Linked DNA regions of Gossypium arboreum: region 1 is linked to region 2. Evidence: chromatin contacts called from public Hi-C data. All regions are on one chromosome and are shown on one strand. The core of a region is the stretch at or near the end of the contact, and the rest is flanking DNA. Distances in the headings are between cores, read along the strand shown. Region 1 has its middle 3.5 kb from the start of LOC108455845. Region 2 holds the start of LOC108454671.

Region 1 (5,626 bases), core at 1,458-3,957, 91 kb after region 2:
ACTTCCCAGTTAAATACATTAGGGATGTCAACTATTTGAGTCTCTCTTGTATTGGGTCCAATTATTTGTGTTTCATTGACTTTTAACCTAGCAATTTATAATTTAACCCAACTCGATACATGTTTTTCTATTTCGATCATAAATATTATTTATAAATTAATTTAACTAGATAGATTATTTTTCAATTAAATAATTTTCTCAACCTAATTCTAATATAGTTAAAGTCATGTCAACTTTTATAAGAAAATATATTTAATTTTCATATTCAACGGATTCACAATGACTAATAATTTAATTCCATTTTCGAACTCCAATTATTTAATTAAATAACAATTCAAAAAACTTAAATTAATTCTCAAGTCATTTTTATACTTATTGGGAAAACACATTCATTTCCGAATGTGGCCCATTTCTCTAGCTTTATCATTTCCATCCATTTCTGTTCATTTGATTCTTTATGCACTTTATTTCGGGTTTCAATGAGCTAGTGGAGGGATCGATTGAAAATATATAATTAGAGCTTAAATTATTTATAATTAAGTTCTATCTTTTCTCCTATTAATTATAAACTCATTTAGTTATAAAGTCATTCCACTATGACTAAGCTATCTCTAATTACATAATATTTCGAAAGCTACTCAACTAGTGCTCGTCCAATGACCTTGTCATAAGTGTGTTACCCTCATAAGATATCCTTAATCTCTTTGGGATAAATTTGGTCTCCCAATATGATCCTATTTTATCTCATGGTAACCATTACATCTTCCTTCATGAAAAGTCAATTACTATCAAATAGTAATTAAGTCATTTATCATAAAGACATGCGACCTATGATCACTTTTACTTTTCATCTATCATGTAATGCCAATGAAAGGATATCATTTACCTATTTATTGGGTTATCGATTCCACTATTGTGAATGATGCTACATATTGCAGAAGTCGCATACCCAACACACTAGCTTTCGGTTTCTTATTTATTTGAACTTAGACTTTTACTTACATCAAAGTATATGAGTCACACATACATAGTCCATCATCCATTTAGGATTAAGGTATATCACACGTCACAAATGAATAAATCCATAAACGAATTTAGGATCTATTTTACTTGGGTCATGCTCAATGTACTATCAGTTCAGTCAATCACATCTATGTCTCTATTTTCTGGGAGTTATCCACTCCGATGCTCAAGACAAAGCATCTCCCCAAGTGGACTTGATAGATGACATATTAGTCTTTCAATCGGTTTGCACATTTTCAATTAGACTAAGGACATGTTTAGGTTCATCTACTAACATAAGTTGTTTTTCTGTATTATGATTTGATCATGTAATACTGCTTAGTATTATTTAAACGTTAGATAACTAGTGACCCAATATTTGCTTTCATTTTGTTTTGCATGCAAAAACCATTGAGGACAATATACAATGATATTAATGTAATTTTTGGATGTTTTTATTAAACCAATTTGTTCAAAAATACAAGTATACAAAACGAATATACTACATGTCGAAACCATTTTTTTTGAAAATCTATTTTTTATAAAAAACAAAAACGGGAGTCGCCACCAATCTTTTTTGATAAGTTGTGATCAGGTCACCTTGTAAAAGTGGTTTTTTAATAAATGGTTTGATTTATTTAAACAACGATTTTGGTCCACAAAATTTAAAAAAAAAAAGGGTTCGGGAGTCGGTTACGCACGAGGAAGGATTAGCACCCTCGTAATGCCCAGAAATTGGTACCTAGTTGATTAATTAATGTCTTAGTGTCGAAAATTGAGAACTTTGAAGAAACTTAAAATATGATCCTTTGTTTAAAATATCGTTTGTTTGAAAATTTTTTAAGAAAATGACATATTTTACGTTAATCGAGAAAAAAAATTACGTTCTGTAAGTTAGGACAAAATGTCTTAAATCCTCGAATCGAAAATAAATGCCAAAAAAATCATTTAAAAGGCATTCGATTATCTCGATTTTAGAAAGAAATCATATTCTGTAATTTAGAATACGATCTTTTCGTAATTCCTGAGATTATTTGAAATTTATTTATACTTTAAAAATGTTCGAATATTTGAATTCATCGAGAAAGTCAAAACCCCGTTGTAATAGGCCAATTTTAGCCTGGCCCCAATTTATAGAATAAAATCCAAATAAATAAATCCAAATCCACACAAATTAAAGCAGTCCAAATTTTACAGCCCGTTAAACAGTCCAGTTATAAAACAGCCCAAAATACAAAAATAGACCAAGCCCAAACCCAATTACAAGCCTAAATCAAATTAAACAGACCCAAAACTTAAAACCTAGCCCGAAAATAAACCTGGCCCGAAAGGGCCCAAAACCAAAACATGCCCAGCAAACCCTAGCAGCTGCTGCGCCGCTCGTGCCTCCGTATGCCCATGCGCTGCCCTCGTACGGCCTCTGCATCTCCACGTCTGCAGTACCTGCAGAAAAGATAAGCACCACACAATAGAAAATGGCAACCAAGGAGAATACAATACGACAGCAGCCAATAGAAACGAGAAACAAACGAATTGTAAAAATATATTCGGTTATAAAGCCGAAGGAATCCGTTTTTGTAATTTTTACACACACAATCCATACTAAAAAGAAATACAAAGATTTCCAAAGGTAGTCCCTTTCTCTTATTTTCTTGATTCTCGAAGCAAATATAAAGAAATAAAAGAGAAATCACCTGTTCTTCGCGCCTCGCCACCATTGGAAGCCCTTTTTCGTTCATGAAAGCCATAAGAAACCCTAAGGTTTCGAATAAGCTTCGGAGAAGAGGAATATGAAATGGGTAAAGTGCAAGGGCCAAATTCTATTCGTTTTTTTATTTATTTCAAAAGATTGCAAGTAGATCTAAACTTGTTTTAAAAAGAGGAGAGGGTCCGAATGTTTCATTTTTCGGCACGACGGAGATATGGCGGAGCCACCGCGCTAGCTCGCCGGAGAAAAAGAGGGCGAGAGAGAGTCTATAGGTGCTCTCTATTTTTGAAGAAAAAAGGGGGAAAATGACTTTTTTTTTTTATATTTATATGAGGATTAAAACGGCGCCGTTTTGGACTTAATTAGCCATGACCAATACGCCACCGTTTTAAGCCATACCAGTACGACCCGACCCCATTGAGGGGAGATCCACGTGTTTTCTTTGAAAAGGGGACATTTATGCGATTGATCCCCCACTTTTCGCCTTTTTTTATTTATTATTTAATTTGGGCCTGATTTATTTCTTTTCTTAATTTTTCCCTTTAACTTGGTCTCGTTTTCAATTTGGTACCAGGACTGTTTTTGAGAGGCTGACATCTGAAACGGTGTCGTTTTGGGGACAGGGGATAATTCCTAACTGATCCCCGCCTTTTTTCGCGCGTTTAATTGCAGTCCTATTTCTTTTTCTTTTATCTTTTTAAATTCGCCCCGCTTATTTTTTTTTTTAAATTTTGTTTGGTCCTTTTAGGAGTGTGCATGTTGGGAAGGGTGATTTTGCTGATTCGGTCCCTGTCATTGTTTTTCGAGTTATTTTTAAACCCCTTTTAGTTCATTTTTGATTATTTACAACTCATTCCCCTTATCTTTGTTTCAATATTCAATGCGATATTCGACTTGTTTAATTTCAATCTTTTTCTCCACAAATTGTTCCAGTTATTTATTTATTTATTTATTTTATCTTTTTTAATCTAATATTTCACGGAGATTCACTTATCTATTCACTTTACTTGTTTAATATTTCCTTTACTACAATTTACAATCGTTCCTCATTTCTTTTATTTTGCTTTGGTGTTTTTTAAAATCATTTAATTAATTTAGATTTCATTATTGTTGCCATCGTTATTCTTATTATTGTTATTACTATTTTTGTGCCATTATCTCATTTTAGTTATTTTCTTATTCGATTATTCTTATTAGTAGTTAAGTAGTATGAATTATGTGATTCTGGTAACTCGTTTTTTAGTATATACATGTTCTTGCTATTCACTAATATAATAATCTTATTCACACATTATCGTTTTAAATTAAATAAATACGCATCGTTTAATTATTACACCTAGGCATTATTCGAAAAAAAAAACTTTCAAAAATTAGGTAATATTTCACTCTTTGGGAATTAGAGAAGATCATGCCCTAACTTATGGGGTCTCGATTTTATCGTTAAACCTAGATGGCCAATATTTCTTCAACTTTCAAAATACCTTAATTTTAAACAAGATAAAGACAATATTTGGTGTTTAGAAACTCGAGGAATCGTGTCCTAAATTACGGGGTTTCGATTTTCTTGTTATACCCAATTAACCTAATATCCTTCTAGATTTCAAAGTACACGAAGTTTCGATAAAAATAAAAGGCAAACTTATCCTCGAGGATTCAAATGTCGCATCCTAACTTACGGGATGTGGTATTTTGTTATCTCAGGGCGAGTGAGCCTTTGATGCTCGTTTCAATTTAATTCAAGCATTTTTAAAATGAGCTAAATAGAAAGGATCGTATTTTAAATTCATTTCGAGTTTCCAACTTTCGACGTTCAGACATTAATTAATCGATTAGGTACCAATTTTGGGTGTTACGAGGGCGCTAATCCTTCCTCATATGTAACCAACTCTCGAACCTATTTTCTCGAATTTCATAGGCCAAAATTGTTGTTTTAGTAAAATAAAACATTTTATTAAAACGATCAATCATAAGATGACCCAATCACACCTTATAAAGGATTGGTAGCGACTTCCATTTTCGTTTTCATAAAATGTCAACCGTTTTTAAAACAAAAAATGGCTTTAACACCCGTAAGTTAGGGAACAACTTTTCGAATTTCAAAACGCGGAGTATCAATTATTTAAAAAACAAAATATAATGTGTCGGGTAAGATGTAACACAATTTTGTAGTAAAATATGAGAAAGAAATCACGATACTAACATGCATAACAGAATGGTAATAATTGCGTAATAAAAATAACAATATAAAGATCGAAAATAGAGTAAAATAAACAAGCCCAAAAAGACAAATAATAAGAATAACAAACTAAAATTTGAAGCTAAGACCTAATATTAAATGAATAAATAAATATTGTGTAAAACAAATTAAAAATAATAATATTAATAATAATATAATAATAATAAATTTAAAGTTTTAAAATTATATAAAAGGATATAAATAAATAAATGATAAAATAAAATAAATGTATATAAGAAAAAAAGTAGGTAAGTAAATGTAAAAGAAATATAATAATAATAGTAATAATAATGCAAAACTATTGATTTAATAATATGATAATAATAATAATAATAAGTAAAATAAAAAGGAAATAATAAAAGGAAATACGAAAGAATATATAAAAGAAACAAATAATAGATAGATGGACAAATAAATAAATATTAGTAGCTAGAAAATAATAAGAACAAGAAATATTTAAATGAAGAGAATGTAAACATTAAAATCCTTATATATATATATATATATATATATATATATGAGGGATATATAATATAAAAATAGAAGAATAAATAATATGATAATAGTAACAATAATAACGGAAGGAAAATAAATAAAGGAATAAAGAATACAGAATGCAAATAAAATGAAAATAATAACAATTTAAATATTAAAAGAAGATAAATAAAATAAATAAATAA
Region 2 (5,852 bases), core at 2,662-5,161:
TGAGCTTTTTAATCCAAGGCATTCAAAGCTTCGAAATATGATTGAAAAAACATTTATTATTCTAAAAAAATCATATTAACACCACCACCTCAATATAATCAAAAGTTAGATCTTATTAGCATATTACATATTTCATAACTTTATTTGTAAGTGCAATTGGAACGATTGATACTTTGAAGAATAAATAAAAAAGGTCTTGATAATCTCAATAATACAAATTTAAATTTCGATTAAGGTGATTAGTAAATTGGTTAAAGACCAACATATTAATAATTACATGATAAATGTTAGAAAGAGAATAACTCAACAATATGAAATGTTAGAACAATTAGATAAAATTGCATAAGACATTTATTTTTCTTGTCATTTTTTTTTTGTAATCGTATTGTTGACTATTTTCTTGGACTAACATATTATAAAATGATTTAATTTTAATTTTAATTTTGTTACTTATTTATGATAATTTTTATAGTAATTAATATTTTTTACAAAATGTTAAATTACATAACTATAAAATTATAATTTGCACTACCAAAGACATAATGAATTACAATGTTATTATACTATGTCAGTCAAACAAATTTAGGAAATTACAATTCTTAGTAATTACAAATGGGTATAATTACTACCTTAATAATTACATTTTCATCTAATTATTCTGGTATCCAAACACACCCTAAAAACTTATTTTATTTGAATATCAATTAAAGTTTAAATGCTTATTTGAAACCAATTAAAGTATAAAAGTATAATTGGTAGTAACAAAAGTATTTGTTTGGATAACAAAGTTCCAGATTAATTCAATATATTAGGCAAAATTTTATTAGATGTAAGTTGATGTCCAAAAGTTTCCCTCAAACAGCTGGTTCATGACTCTATTTCTATACTCAGTAGAAGAATGACATCAGTGTTTCAACACACAAACTTTTCTCTTCAAGAAAATAGGTAAAGATGCAAGAAAAGCAGGCAGCCGACCCACAAAGCCATTAATTGATAAATAAGCAAGCATTATATGTTTGTGTGCGTATTTAAATGTAAAGAGAGGGATACATGCATTGCAGAAACATCTACAATGGACATCAGCACAAAGTATTATACACCCCTATAGGGCTTGCAACGAAATCTTAGGATTTATAAAGAAACTCAAAAGAAAGCTTTTATGGCCACAGAGATTTGAAAAGTATACCACAACAACTAGCTAAGCACATACTATAGCAAACCGTTTCGGCCATAACATATTGAACACAACTATAGCATCTACCAAACGGGCAAACTAGCCTTGACTACTATTTCCAACCCAATATTTAGTAAGTTGCATGGCAGCTGTCAACTATCAGCATAGGAAATCTTACCAAGTGTATTGGAACAAAGATGATGATAGTGTATGTCATATTTTTCTTATCAAAGTTCTTACAAAAGAATATTTACGTATTCACTTGTCCTTTTCCATGAGAGTACCAAAAAGTGTGTCACTCATCATGCTGCAAGAAGCATAGTGAATTTCTAGGTCAGCCTCCACAAACACACTGAATGGTTGCCAATTCATGTAGTGCAGAAAGGAGCATATGTTAACTTACAGCTAACAGCAGTTAAATCAACAAAAAAGGATCATTTCTTCGTGTAAGTCTGGTGATCAGGTCCGACATCACGTGAACCAGTATTTATGTAAGGCCCTCGAAAAGTTGCCTGTGGAGGAAGTGGTTTAGATGAATCTACAGGTCTCCTAGATGTCCTGGATGATACAAACCATTATTCAACTTTTTCAAGTTGATAAACATAGCTCTTGGCAACACATTGCTCTGGAAAAAGAATTATACTTACGCCATATAAAATGGAAATGCTAAGCCTGCAGCTGCAAAAACTAGTAAGCCAGAAGCAACCATGACATTCCGTGCTTGTGTCATTGTGATTCTAAACCAACGTCAACAATGAAAAAGACCTAACAAGTCAAAGAAATTGTTGTTATTTCCATTATCAATATTCTACATGTTAATCCATGCATTTTTACAACAAATAAAAGAAATATTATTCTAGAATAGCAGATTGCAGCTCAAACACATATAAATCAGAGAATGAGGGTCAAAAAGAGAACTAGAATTGCCAAGTTCGATCTTAAGAGCAGCTTTCACATCCACCTACCACAACAGGCATGTAAAGCACAAAACTTTCCACTGTCAACATGGGAATTTTTTCTTTTTTGCTCAGCCAAAATAAAAATTTTATTAAATACCCAATAAAGCAAGACTAGCCGAACGGTTAGTACACAATGAGTAGCAGAGAACAAACACCTTTGAAAACATCAACAACAATACTACTACAAGAATACAATCACGCTCCTTGATCAAAACGGCTAACAACTTGCAGCAAAGACACACACCTAAACTTACAATAAGAATAATAAAAGAAACACCAACCAAGCACTCATGACACACTAGCCATCAATTCAAAATTGCAACAATGAACTTTCTAAGTCACCAAAATTCATTTGCAAAGAAAATTCCCTTAAAAGAGCATCAGTAACAGCTTCCAAATCACTCCTTGAATCGCAAAACATCAGCTTCATGTAACTCCATAACCACCACCAATACCAGCACTCCAAAATAAGTGCTTCTTAATAATAGAAAATGAAAATTAACACGAGGCATAAACCGCAAAACAAGCACCTAAAACACTCCATAAATCTCCACAATCAACTGAGAAAAAAGAAACTCCCTTGCAAGAATGAATGCATGTATCAAAATCATCACCATAGCCCCTCTATTGGCCACATAAACCTGTTACTTGATGCGACTAGAGTTCCAAATAGCAAGAACTCCACTTGAATTACCATCAGCAGCAAAGAAACAAAATAAAAATCATCATTGTACCAGATACCTCTAACGTTTCTCACAAGGACAACCTAAAACTTTGTCTCCTGGATAAGAAGCATATCAACACGGTACTGCTGAACAATCATGCAAACCGCCCTCACTTTTAAACCGAAACCTAATCCTCTGACAATCTAAGTATAAAATCCTCTTCACTCAAAGAGCCCAACAACAAGCCAAGCACACCACACAAATTGAATCTAGAAATCACTTCGAAGATACTCAACACCAACGCCAAAAATATAACTCAAGGGGATTCAACACAATCAGAAAATAATGAGAAATTACTTACAATTTTCTTCCTCAATACGCATGAGCTCAGCGATGATTACTTTGTTGCTTCAAGAAGCCTTTAACCCAAGAACTTTAACCATTCGCCAAGCATCTTCAGCTTCTCTACTAAGGACTCTGTTTCTATTCAAAAGGTCCGAATCTATCAAACTCTCATTCGCAATTTTAAACGAATCCAACTCAGCGATAGAAATCTTCTGATTTTTACGATTTTTTACCACCCTTTTTACGATTATTTACAGAAGAAGCATCGGAAATTTTCCGAAACTCGTCTTCATCACATATCCGCAAGGTAATATGACTCATCTTTTTAAACATATAGAAAAACTAAAAAAATTGAACATAGTCATGTCAGACATGAAAATGAGTGAGAGTAAAGCAATCAAATGCTGGGTTTTCATTTATTAATCCCAATAACGAAAAGCATCAATACAGGCATTTCAAAGACTTCCAAGTTTTCTCAACAACCACGCAGAGAATAAATCAAAAACACTTAAGAAAATGAGAACTGCCTCAGGAGATATGCAAATTACTAGTTAAACATCAAATAAACAAAAGAAATCCAAATCAATAAATCCCATATAAAATTATTTAAAACATTGAAAAGTGAATGATTTCAATGGAATTACCGGAATCAAGAAGAGAGAAAACAAAAATCTTTGGTTTCTTCGTGTGGGGCGGCGCTGTGCGTTTCAATGGGGTTTGCTCGGCCTTGTTCTTTTAGTTTCATAGATGATTGAAACGATATCGTTTCAGATTTCTTTTTTAGGCTTAATACCTCTTTTGACCCCTATACTATAGCTTAATTATCACTTTGGTATGATACTATTTTTTATTAATTTGACCCTTGTATTTTCATTCTACTAAAAAAAGTTAAGCCAACCAAACATGTTGCCACTTGTCGAAGAAAGAAAAAACATTGTTATCACAAAAATTATTAAAATTCAAAATAAAAACTTAAAACTTAGGAAATTATTATAAAAATCTAAAAGAAATTATAATCTATTTTTAAAACTTTTAAAATATAGTTTAAAAATTATAAGCATGAAAATTTTCAAAAGAATTTTTAAAAAATTAAAAATTCGTTTATTTAGACTTTTAGGATTTTTATAAAATTTTAGAATTTTATGAGTTTTTTAACAACTTCATGAAATTCTTGAAAACTTTAGGATTTTTTTATTTTCAATATTTAATGTTATTTACATGTGGCAATGTTTGATTGGATAAAATAATTTATTTAACGAAAATATAAATAAGATAACAGGATTATACAGAATGATAATACAAAGGCTAAACTGATAAAAAAATTAATACAACTACCGAAGTGATAATTTATAGCATAAGGGCAAAAGAATTATTAAGTTCTTTTTTGCAAAAATATTTTATACCTTTAGCAACTTAAAAGGCTTTATATTTGACCTCTAAATTATAGATATATTTTTTTCATTTTAGTACATTTTTTCATTTTGGTAACTCAATTATTAATATGTTATAATTTTTAATTGAAAAAATTAACTGTGTTAAAAAAATGGCACATTCGAGCTATGAAAACGCGACACGTGTTTTTTCATGTCATCTACGACATGACCACTAATTATTGATATGACTATGGGCTAACTATTGTCTGATCATTGACCATTTAAATATATAATTTTTAAAATTTTAATTTTAATTTTTTCGTTTATCATGTTTTTTATTTTATATAATTGGTACATCATAAATTTTTTTTTAAATTTTGTTAATTTTAGATTTTATATATTTTTTGAATTTTCTATATTTATAAATTGTTTTTATTTTTATGATTTTTATATTTATAAAAAATTAAATTGAATAAATTTTTATATTTGTTTGATATTATATATTTTAAATTTTGAACAAATTTTAATGGATGTAATGAATTATGATGTATAAAAGAAGGATATTTTTATAAAACTAACTTAAAATTCTTAATTAATTATGTAAATGATTCTTTTTTGATAAAAATATGTAAATAACCTAAAATCTCTGTAAAAGTTAGTGAGCCACTGTTTAGCGCCACCAACATGTCACGTCAATAATTGAGATAAAAAATTATTTTTTTAGTGGAGCCATGTAGAATGGCACTACTTATATAAATATCAAGAAAATACTGTGATTTTTAAAAAAATAGGGGGCTTTAAACAAATTTTCTTTTTTTTGGTGAAGCCAAATAATTTGGCATTGCCAGTTTCCAATGTTCCTACTAGTTTTTTGTCTTTTTTTTTGTTTTTTATTATTTGTTTATAATATTTTTAATGTATATTTTTTTGTGGAGCTATTGTAAATGGCGCCACCAATTCATTTAAACCGCAACAAAAGCGACTTTTTTAATGCTATTAAATTGTAGCTTGAATGCTACCAATATTGATGATCTTATTCGTGCGGTTCGATTGGGGTTCCTTATAACCTTCAAACATTCCATTGACTTAAAGAATCCCAAAAAATCCATTCGTTGATTGCATAACCAATTTGAACCCAATACTAAATAAATAATTGGCATATGAAAATAACCATTAAATTTACCAGTGTTAGAGCTCCACCGAATTATCGTTAAACAAAGCATACCTTCAAATTAAAAAAAAAACACAAATACATTTTAAAAAAAACGCTTATCATATCTCTCTCATTCATTATCTAGCAAAGTATAAATAATTTTTTTAAACTAAAATTGATGTG

Evidence for each region. Hi-C and Micro-C count contacts between places; a contact is called where the count stands out from the background.
Region 1: a Hi-C map of leaf shows a contact between it and region 2, with 2.1 times the contacts expected there. The contact joins the enhancer-like site here to the promoter of LOC108454671 in region 2. A contact is called at or near these places in 2 of 5 Hi-C or Micro-C datasets (both in leaf).

The regions. Positions count from the first base shown.
Region 1 is chr9:60,576,249-60,581,874 of ASM2569848v2, forward strand. No RefSeq gene overlaps it. Among protein-coding and RNA genes, the nearest start is that of LOC108455845, 3.5 kb to the right of the region's middle. Within about 2 kb of position 2,708, at least 2 of the 2 cell types and tissues checked have an H3K27ac peak or open chromatin away from gene starts, as enhancers often do. A contact at or near this core is called in leaf, where this site is marked.
Region 2 is chr9:60,484,430-60,490,281 of ASM2569848v2, forward strand. It overlaps LOC108454671, which reads right to left and starts at 3,912. Exons shown (of 5, transcript XM_017753202.2): 1 at 3,788-3,912; 2 at 3,160-3,281; 3 at 1,822-1,939; 4 at 1,578-1,732; 5 at 1,093-1,481. The coding sequence starts at 1,904. The coding sequence ends at 1,609.